2 separate regions of the Sus scrofa genome follow, and region 1 is linked to region 2. A link is a contact called in public HiChIP or PLAC-seq data. All regions are on one chromosome and are shown on one strand. The core of a region is the stretch at or near the end of the contact, and the rest is flanking DNA. Distances in the headings are between cores, read along the strand shown.

Region 1 (5,343 bases), core at 623-3,122, 78 kb after region 2:
CATTCCTGCAGCTGCGTGGTAGGTTGCAGCTATGGCTCAGATTAGATCCCTGGCCTGGGAGTTTCTATATGCCGAGGGTGCGGCCAAACACACAAAACCCCAAAAACCCTACAAACTATTCGCTGTTTATGTGAAATTATAATTTGGGAGTTCCTGTCATGGCTCAGTGGTTAGCGAATCAGACTAGTATCCATGAGGACGTGGGCTCGATCCTTGGTCTTGCTCAGTTGGTTAAGGATCCGGTGTTGCTGTGAGCAGTGTGGTGTAGGTTGCAGACTTGGCTCTGATCTCACACTAACTGTGGCTGTGGTGTAGGCTGGCAGTACAGCTTTGATTAGATCCCTAGCCTGGGAACCTCCATATGCTGCAGGTGTGGCCCTAAAAAGACCAAAAAAAAAGAAAAAAATGTAGTTGAGCATTTGTATTTTTTTTACTTGCTAATTCTGGCACTCTACCATAAGGCTAACCATAGCTTTCCCATGTTCATGGGTACAGAGTAAGAACTGGTATAGACTGAAAAGAGGACTAAACATGTTTTCTTCTTTCTTTCTTACCAATGATTTAACTATTTAACCTTGAAATACCAGGGTGAACTGGAAGAACCACTTCCAATTCTTTTAGCTTTAACGTCCGCACATTATTATTATCATTGTTTTCAGGTTTTACATAACGATTGCATGAATATGAGATTGACCGTGTCACCAATAATGGCCAGTGGTTTCCTTGTTAAATTCCTAGAGCAGGGGTTCCTGTTGTGGCTCAGCAGTTATGACTCAGACTAGACTCCATGAGGCTGTAGGTTCTGTCCCTGGCCTTGCTCAGTGGGTTAAAGATCCAGATTTTTTTTTTCTTTTGTCTTTTTAGGGCCACACCTGTGGCATATGGAGGTTCCCAGGCTAAGGGTCGAATCCGAGCTGTAGCTGCCAGCCTATGCCACAGCCACAGCAATGTTGGATCTGAGCCTCGTCTGCATTGCTGTGGCTGTGGTGTAGTGTGGCAGCTGCAGCTCGGATTCGACCCCTAGCCTGGAAACTTCCATAGGCCACAGGTTCAGCCCTAAAAGGAAAAGAAAAAAAAAAAAATTCCTAGAGCAGAAAGATGTTGCATGAAGTTCTTGAAGTCACAGACATGGAAAATTAAGTTACATAAGTAGCAGACATTCAGGCTGAGAATGGAAGGGAGGTGAAACATGTACACTCAATTATCCAACAATCCCCTGAGGCTGGGACTAGAACTAGAGGAGAAAGTTGAAATCTTAATTTCTGTTTCACCACTAAGTCATATTGCAACCACCATTTAGTCCTTTTTTTCTTACCACTATTTGTAATTCTGTAATCTGGCTAACCTTCTCACCAAATTCTAAAGCATTTCTTTTTCCTTTTTGGGGGTTAGGGGGGTGGAGAATAAGTTTCATTTAGAAAAAGAACCATGAATTCGAACACTGCAAATGGTGACACAATGCAAGTCTTCCTGCCATCCTGATCCCTAGCCCCTAAGTCGAAGGTTCCTAACTTGACTTAGGGACCAGAGTCTAAAGGCGGGTTTCCAGAGTATGCGAATTCCCTGCATGCATCATTTTCAATGGACTGATGATTGGGCCTCCAAACTTTTATCTGAGCTCGAAAGGTTCCGTGCCTAAGAAGTCTGGAGGCAGGATTGGCTGAAAGGACTGATGCAGCCAGTGATTCGGAAGGAGCTGGTAAAAACCTGTCTTAACTCGTCCGGGTGAAAAACGTTTACCCTCATCCACCCAACTTCGGCCCCTAGGAAAATACGTCCCCGTAGGCGGGATCACCGCTGTTTGCTTCCCAAGTTTTTGCCTGCCGCATTCCTTCCCTCCAGCGCGTAGGCGTGCGCTGACGTCATGACGCCGCACACGCAGCCCCGCCCCTGCAGAGATCGGCGCTGGGACGGACCCCGGGCTGCTCTCAAATCCGGAATGTGAGGCCTCGGCCCGCCTGGTCTCGGCTCTTTGGCCAGCTCTGCACACGGGCCTGCGCCCGCTGCCACCGCCCCCAGCTCACCCGGAGGAGCCAGGGCGGCCGCGCCCTTCTGCCGTGTGCCCGCGTGGCCAACGCCGTCTTTCCGAATCCTCCGGGGCCGCAGAGGGGTTCGCTACGGAGGGAGGCGGGGGCCTTCGGGAGGAGGAGGCGGAGGAGGCGGAGGAGGAGGGAAGGAAGATGGCGGCCGTGGAACTAGAGTGGATCCCAGAGACTCTCTACAACACCGCCATCTCCGCTGTCGTGGATAACTACATCCGCTCCCGCCGAGACATCCGCTCCTTGCCCGAGAACATCCAGTTCGATGTTTACTACAAGGTACAGACGGTGGGCTACCGACCGTGGGCCTGCTCTCTGCCCTCCTGCCGCAGCCCCTGGGGCCGCACCCCCTTCCACGTCCGCGAACCCCCCGCGTTTAACCCCTTGCTCCTCCTGGCAGGATCGCCTCCCAAGACATCTGGGACGGTGTTGGGGAGTCCAGTATAGGGACACCCATCTGGTACCCTCTGTCTCTCAAACCCTTGGCTTTGATTGATACGTCTAAGAAATGAGTCTTTCCCCCCTTTTGCTTTTCCCTCCTACAGTGGGGCCCCTTTGGATAGGCCTTTTGCGTGGACTTTATTGCGCCCTCGACCCACTCAGCTCTTCCCTTCTAGCCTGTGTCTTCGGGATATTTTCTGCCCTCCCTTCCCAATTAAGTATCAGCATCAGCTGGACTTTTTGCTTTGCTCTTTTTCCCCTCCTTCTTACTTTTCTCCTCCCGTCGCCCTCCTTGCCAAGTGTTTTTTTCTGCTACGTGTTCCTTCGTTTCACCTTTTTCTTCCTAATCTGGAGGGAGTTGAGGAATTATTGGAAGTAGTCGTGTGCCTTATTCACATATTCTTTAAAGCTTTGGTTTTTGTTTATAGTGGGGATTGAGTGGGGGGTTCTATTAATATGGGAGTGGTGCTAAACTACTTGAAGGGGAAAATCTTTCGGGGGGGGACCTTTAGAATTAGAGTTTAAATTATGGTCATATATTTGAAAGTTGTAGTCTTGCAGCATTCCTAAATTGCTCCCCCTCAAAAATCAGAAAAAGTCTCCTAGTCAGTCTCTGAGGAGTTTAGTTTCAAGGGTAAGTGTCTTTAGACGTGGACAGTTTTGCAGTGTTTAGAGAGGGAGGAGAACTTTATGGACTCAGAGCCTCCCTTTTCCTCTCCCCCACATTTGAGTGTGAACAGTAGACTTATTCAGTCCTCCTTGCCTTGAATCCATGTGGATAACTCCAGTAGCCACTTATGCAAAATTCGACCAGAAGTAAAGTGTGATTTATCTTTTAGATCTAAACACTTCCTCTTGATTTGTAAGTTGGCTGGAATATTGTAAACTGATATTTAACAGATGTGTGTGTTCTTATTTTATATGTACAGTGTTTTATGGCAGTTGTTTCATTGGGAAGATTGCCCGCTTCCTCCACCCTGGAATATTTTTTCAGAAAGCAGCTGACTTGCTGCATTTCACTAAATCCAGCTGCTTTACACCAATTAGAACAATTAAAAATTTTTCCTCCTAGGTATTTGGAGAATATTTAGTTTGGTCATTTATATTATTATTTGGGGCGGGGAGGAGAGGTTAGAGAAAAATCTCCCTTTATTCCAAACCCCTTTGATACATTGACTTACTTTAGTCTAAGGACATTTTGTATATTTAAGATTTGTTCCTCCCAGGAAGGATGATTAGATTTCTTTCTCAACCTGGGAAACTGCAGTTTTGCGCGTGTGCTAACTCTACTCATTTTATTAAATTGTATGTAATCTTTTACTTTTTTTAGGAAAGAAAAAATCATTGGAAATTTAAACAGTACATTTAGTGGTTGATTTCCTTCAAAGTACTTGGATATCTTCTAGTAACTTTTGCTTCTAACTGAAGCTTTTCGTTTGAAGATTATTAATAGTGAATATGAGCAGGTGGTGCTTTTGCCACATTTTCTGTTGCACGTAGTCCACAATGTTTTAATATGGTGTCTTTTTGGTACATTTTTACTCTTTAATAATTGTATGCCTGTTGGGAATGTGGCACTGTGCTAAAGTGAGGGCGTGTGCCTGGAACTGTAGGTGCTTTTATACACTTACTTTGTTTAATCCTGACAGTTAAACTATAAAGTAGGGCATAACCCTGTTTTATAGGTGAGAAAGTTAAGTAGTTTAATCAAGGTCTCATACCTAATATTTAGTTCTTGCTTTCTTGCTTACTGTCTATAATTTCCAGTTTTCTCCACTTTAGAGCCCAGAAGAAACTCATAATCAGATCCCTTCAGACATCCCAACTTCCATCAACAGGCATGGTCATAGACAAAATATACTAGTATAAAATTCCCCCATCCCAATTCATCGTAGTCCAGTGTCACTTTATTAATTTTTGTCAGTAGCTTCAGGTGACGGCACAGTCATAAAGCTTTAGGAGACTGGCTTGTGGAATGAAAGGGAGGTGAGAAATAGGCATGTTGACTACTCCCTAAGAAGGGAACGGAGAGAGGTATTGATATGTAGAAAGGGTCAAATGTGAATGTTGTTAGAATGTTAGAATACATGTATAAATATATTTATGTTTAATGAGCCTATCAGTCTTAAATTGGAGTTGAGGAAAGAGTACTTTGGAAGTTCCCGTTTTGGCTAGTATCCATGAGAACGTGGGTTCGATCCCTGGCCTTGCTCAGTGGGTTAACGATCTGTCAAGCTATGGTATAGATCGAAGACCTGGCTCGGATCCTGTGTTGCTGTGCTCTGGCATGACCTCTAGCCTGGGAACCTCCATATGCTGCGGGTTCGGCCCTAAAAAGACAGAAACGAATACTTTTCCTCTAAGATCAGATGGAAAGAGTTAAAGGTGAAGTTCCCACTGTGGCTTAATGGAAACGAATCTGAGTAGCATCCATGAGGACGCAGGTCTGATCCCTGACCTCGCTCAGTTGGTTAAGGATCTGGAATTGCCGGGAACTGTGGTGTAGGTTGCAGACATGGTTCGGATCTGACATTGCTACGGCTGTGGTGAGGGCCAGTGGCTGCAGCTCCCTCCCATTCAGCCCCTAGCCTGGGAACCTCCATATGCCTCGGGGGCAGCCCTAAAACACACACACACACACATGCACACGTACACACACAAAGAGTTAAAGGCATAAAGTATTAACATAGGTAAGTTTGCAAAGAATGGTTATTATGAATTAGGAGGTAAGATCATCTGCTGAGAGTAAGGGATAATGGTGGCTTTTTGTAGGAAGGCTAAATAGAAATTGGAAATGGCTGCTAATAAGATATGTAAGAAGGGAAGCTTACTAAAAATGTTTTTGTTTGTTTGTCTTTTCAGG
Region 2 (5,354 bases), core at 2,547-5,046:
GCTAAGTGACAAATTTCTGCCTCTTAAGAACTCATATTTTAGGAGTTCCTACAGAGGCGAAATGGGATTGGTGGCATTTCTGCAATGCCAGCACACAGGTTTGATCCCTGGCCCAGCACAGTGGGGTAAAAGATCAGGCACTGCCACAGGGTGGCCAAAAAAGAAAAAAAAAAAAAAAACCTCACATTTTAGGAATTCCTGCTGTGGCACAGTAGGTTAAGGATGCAGTGTTGCTGCAGCTGCAGCGTAGGCTGCAGCTCAGAATTGATCCCTGCCCCAGGAACTTCCATATGCTGGAGGCCAAAAAAAGCCCTCATATTTAAGACTTTGTATATCCACTACGATGAACTTGATAGCTTCCTAGTCTTAAATTTCTGATGAGATCAGTGATATTAACAAATGTGATGCTTTAATATCATATGATAAATGCATCAGGAGTTCCCGCCGTGGCTCAGTGGTTAATGAATCCAACTAGGAACCTCGGGATTGTGAGTTTGACCCCTGGCCTGCTCAGTGGGTTAAGGATCTGGGGTTGCCATGAGCTGTGGTGTAGGTCGTAGCCTGGGCTCGGATCTGGTGTTGCTCTGGTGTAGGCTGGTGGCTACAGCTCCGATTAGACCCCTAGCCTGGGAATCTCCATATGCGTCAGGTGCAGCCCTAGATGAGACAAAAAGACAAAAAATAATAATAATAATAATTAAAAAAATAAAATAAAATGCATCTATACTTGAAAGATATGCATAATTCAGTGAACCATTATTTTCCAAATTCCTAATGAATGGCACCATGTCACAAAATCACAACTGGGTAAAAGACTGATTCAAGGTGCAAGAGACCAATGGCTCTTAATGTCAAAATGCAGAAGTTCAATGGATAAGGTTTCAGATTCTATTTTGAGTAACCTTAAGAAGCTACCAATTTGGTATGGAATATCACAATCATCTGAAAATACAAACAATTCCTCCCTTTTCCTACTACATACGTTTGCAAGTCTGCCTTTTCACTTACATACGTCACCAGACAACACAGCATAAGAGAGTGAATGAATGCAGAAACAGGTATGAGAATATTTATTTCAAATTTTCTTATTTGGGGGAAAAAAGTAATTTTTCACTTAAAAATATGTCAACATATATGTTTATTTTTAATAGATTAATAACTTTAATTTCTCAATTTTTAACTTCTCATACAGTAAATATGATAGATATAGCCCACACAAACAAAAGCTCTTTAGGGTTCTAAGTCCTTTCAGTACAAATTTACGAGAGCAAAAAGTTTGAGAAACACTACTATAACCCAATGAGAACTACAAAAGTGGAAACTTGACATAGGAAGTTTCCTTTGTCAGGACTTCCATATACTCAGCGTACTCTTTTTCCTTAATTCAAGTTTTGCGGATAGAGTATGAGATTAACTGTGGAACAAAGCAAACTTTAACATTTGGTGCATAAGGCTCTAAACCCATGCCTCAAAGGAGTGAAATCTTGGCACAAGAATTATGTTAAAAAAAAATACACATTCAAAAATAAATAAATAAATAAATAAAACACAGACATTCATTAATAAAGCATGGTTTCTGCTTTATTAAAAAATGCTCAAGTAAAAGGGTTTATACTTGGATCCTTTTGGTGAAAACATGTGGCAAATTCATGCTGTTTCAACTGTACTGCAAAATAAACAGAATTCCAAGTAGTACTTTGTGTCTAATCTTCCTCTATCTTGTCTTGCTGTCCCTCCTACTTGCCCTGCAAGCAATGAAATGACATATTTCTGGAATATACTGCAGTGCTTTCAGCTCTGCTCTGCCTACACAAAAACAAAACAAATCCATAATAGGGACCTCTGGGATTGGATGGAAAACAGCCTCCCACAGGCGGACTGGTTATGCTATGAGTCAATCAAATAATTCTTGGCAGAAAGCCAGGCAAATAGAAAACAGACTCTGAAAGAGCCTAGTCTACAACTCCATCAGAATACCTTTTTAAAAATGTTTTGTATTTGACCAATCTTTACACTCTATGTCTCTCTTCTGGAAATAAAGCAACACTATGCCACCATATAAACAAGAGGATTTTTTTTAATGACACACAGTATCATTTTTTCCTCTAAAAAATAATTTATGCCATTCATTCACAGCAATGGGTAAGCAACTATAACTCAACTTATGTTAGGTACAGAAACAATGGCTGCTTTAGAAAACATTTAAGGCTTAGATGAAACTGCAACTAAACCAAACTTTTAGAAATTAAGGTCTCTAATTCCTTTTAGCATATCAGCAATTCCTTATCTCTTGCTACTTTGACGAGCAGCTACAATTTAGCTACAAAGAACTTTTAACTAGGAACTGCTGAGAACTATCTGACAGCAATTAGCTAATAGCAACTTCAGCAAAAAAAAAAAAAAAGTGCACTTTAAAAAAGCCCTAGCTGAATTTAACACGTATTCTTAACGTAGGATCAATTTAGGCGGTAAGAATGCATTCGGCGCTGGTTTTCATGAGCAGTACAAGCATAAAGATCCTAGAAACACTTGATGACCACCACACACACGAAATTCCTTCCAAGCCTTTAGGTCGCCGGATAACTTGTTAGCCTAACAGTTTACTCTAACTACCAGCCACCAGGGGTCAATTTTGGAGGACTGACACCGCCCGTAGGAGACAACCGAGTCTTTCAAAAGCAAAATTGTGACAAATTCGAAGGAAACGCTCTAATTTTTGCCATCTCCCGCTTCCTTTGCGTGTTTCAGGCAGCACCGTGTCTTCAATGAATCTTTTGGCCAAATCTGGCGCCAGGTTTCAAACATGTTTTCGCTGGCCGCCACCAAAGTGAAATCGCGAAGGGAGAGGACCGCTCCCCCACTGATCCTTGGCGGGGATGGGGGGTGTAAATAAAACGTGGAGCGTTTGCACAGAGACAGTAATCCTGTCCTGCCCAAAGCTACTTTGTTTGCCCGGACCTCCACCTAGAAGAGTCTTCACTCCCACCGATGGACACTGAGAGCGCTCTCGTTGTGGGGACCTGCAGTGCTGCAGCTACGGCCCCCAACCTGGCGCTACAGTCTCCTGAAAAAGAGGCGGGCGCCAAATAAGCCGGGGAACTTACCCAATTTCTTCCACATGGCGAGGTGACAAGCAAGGAAGCCCTTGCGGATGGCAGCGCACACCTTCGCCGGCTCGGACGAGGTGAAGCCCTTCTGTTTTTTGATGAAACCCCACAAGTGCTCCCGGGCAAACTGTGCCGCCTCCCGCCCGCCGTGCCCGTCGCACACGGCGAAAAAGGCCACCGAGGAACGGCGGCGGCAGCAGCGGCCGGGAGCTGGCGAGGCCCCGGCGTCCGGCGGAGCGTCGCGAGCTTCTCGGGCTGCCACCGCTGGGCCTTTCCCCGAGACTTCGCCTCCAGGAAGGGCCGGCGGTGTCCGCTGCGGGGGCGACGGCTGAGAAAGCGACCGCCGCGGCGAGGGCTTTTCTTCAGTTGTCGGCTCGGGCTCCACCACGATCTGAGTAACGTCCTCCATGTACTTCCTCCCGCCCTGGTCGGAGAAGACGCTCACTCCCAGTGAGTACAGCCCCGCCATGGCCGGCTGGCCGAGATCCCGCCGGTCCCACGCAGCCCGCCGAGCGGCGGGAGACACTCGGCGCTAGCCGGCCAACTATTGTTTATCTTCGACGACGCCGAGAAGGGGGAGGGGGCGGTCCCGGAGGTGGGGGGGCGCGATGTCGGGACTTGTCCGCGAGAGCTGGGCCGGAGCGCCCGGGCAAGCGGAGCCTAGCAGCTGCGCCTGCGCAATGCGCCTCCCCCGCCTGCCCGCGCCCACCACACAAATCGGACGTTCTCCCCGGCTGACGTCACTCGGCTCTCTGGGGCCGACCAATCCGGAGTCGAGTTGGGGGCGAACACGCCCTCCGCCCCTCCCTTCTCCCTACAACGGCCGCACTCCCTCCTCCCTGCGCGGGCGCGAAGCCAGCGCGCTACCCGGCTGGCTTTCGCTTTGCAGTGGGCGGTTTCGTCCTCCGGCTTTTCGGCGGGTGCTAAACGCTTATCTAGCGCCTTCTCTGTCACCTTTTTGCTCCGTCCCCGCGGTCGAATTGCAGCCTGCTGCCCAGGGCGTTGCGTTGCTTGCCTGGTGGGAAAAGCCGTGTAGGCTCGGGCCTCGCACGAGTGTGAAGAATCTAGAGAGAAAAACCTTCCATTTCTTGAAGTGGCGGGAAACCTCAGTTTGGAAGGTGGTTTGTGAATAGGCTGGGAAAAGCGTGGCACTGTCGAACTGGACTTGGGTGGGATGGATCCGACTGGGAGTTGTGAAAGGAAATCCACTTTGTGTTAAGAAAACACGGGAAATTTCCACCATTGGCTGCACGGTCTCGTTTCACATAAACTAGGTATGTCGGACACTTAAACGGCTTATGTTTTAAGTTCTTTTCAGCTTTTGCTAAAAGTAGTACTTTCCCCGATGAGCCCTGGATGCAGCATTTTAGTCCTTCGGCGGAATCACTTGAACAGACCACTTGAAAATAGGTTACAAAAACTGCCCAGCGCTCGAGTGCTCCAAGACCTTGGTTATCGTCTCTCCTCTTCTCCCATGGGTTGCAATCTAAGCCCTAAAACCTTTGCCCGGATTTCGACGGCATTAAAATAAGCCTCAGAGTTGGCAGGTCAGTTTGTTATCAACAGCAAATGTTCCTGTGAGTCAAATTAAAGTTCACTTTTTCAGTTTTCGGCCACTTCACCATCACCTCTCCTGTGTGCCCCTTCCTGTACAGCCTTAGAAATTTCCAAATGAAATGCTCCTGGTACTGAACTGGGAATAGGGAAAAAAACTGCTCTCTCTCTTTTTTTTTTTTTTTGTCTTTTTGCTATTTCTTGGGCCGCTCCCACGGCATATGGAGGTTCCCAGGCTAGGGGTCTAATCGGAGCCGTAGCCACCAGCCTACGCCAGAGCCACAGCAACGCAGGATCTGAGCCGCGTCTACAACCTACACCACAGCTCACGCAAGGCCAGATCGTTAACCCAATGAGCAAGGGCAGGGACCGAACCTGCAACCTCATGGTTCCTAGTCAGATTCGTTAACCACTGCGCCAGGAGGGGAACTCCATGCTCATTTTTTTGACATCTGGCACAAGAAATACAACTAGAAAAAAAATCCTCCCAATAAAAGAAGTAAAATCACCCCGAAATGGAGAAAATCTGAATAGATCCATTAAATTAAAAATGTAATCAAAGATAAGCCCTATGTTAAAATGCACCAGACCAGATGGTTCCAGAGTGTAAAAACACTTGGAAAAAATCCCAGCTTGTTTTGAAAGGTGATCATAATCCTGTTATCAAAACCTAGTAATTATAACACTAGAAGG

What was found. HiChIP or PLAC-seq counts read pairs in DNA pulled down with a chosen protein or histone mark.
Region 1: an H3K27ac HiChIP or PLAC-seq map of alveolar macrophages shows a contact between it and region 2. The contact joins the promoter of APPBP2 here to the promoter of PPM1D in region 2. A contact is called at or near these places in 7 of 47 Hi-C or Micro-C datasets (embryonic fibroblasts, fetal heart ventricle, heart right ventricle and 2 more) and 2 of 2 datasets of contacts at active chromatin or transcription factors (alveolar macrophages and skeletal muscle).

The regions. Positions count from the first base shown.
Region 1 is chr12:37,611,898-37,617,240 of Sscrofa11.1, forward strand. APPBP2 (amyloid protein-binding protein 2) reads left to right here and starts at 1,873. Exons shown (of 13, transcript XM_013981135.2): 1 at 1,873-2,318. The coding sequence starts at 2,181.
Region 2 is chr12:37,532,363-37,537,716 of Sscrofa11.1, forward strand. It overlaps PPM1D (protein phosphatase 1D), which reads right to left and starts at 3,797. Exons shown (of 6, transcript XM_005669013.3): 1 at 3,105-3,797. The coding sequence starts at 3,576.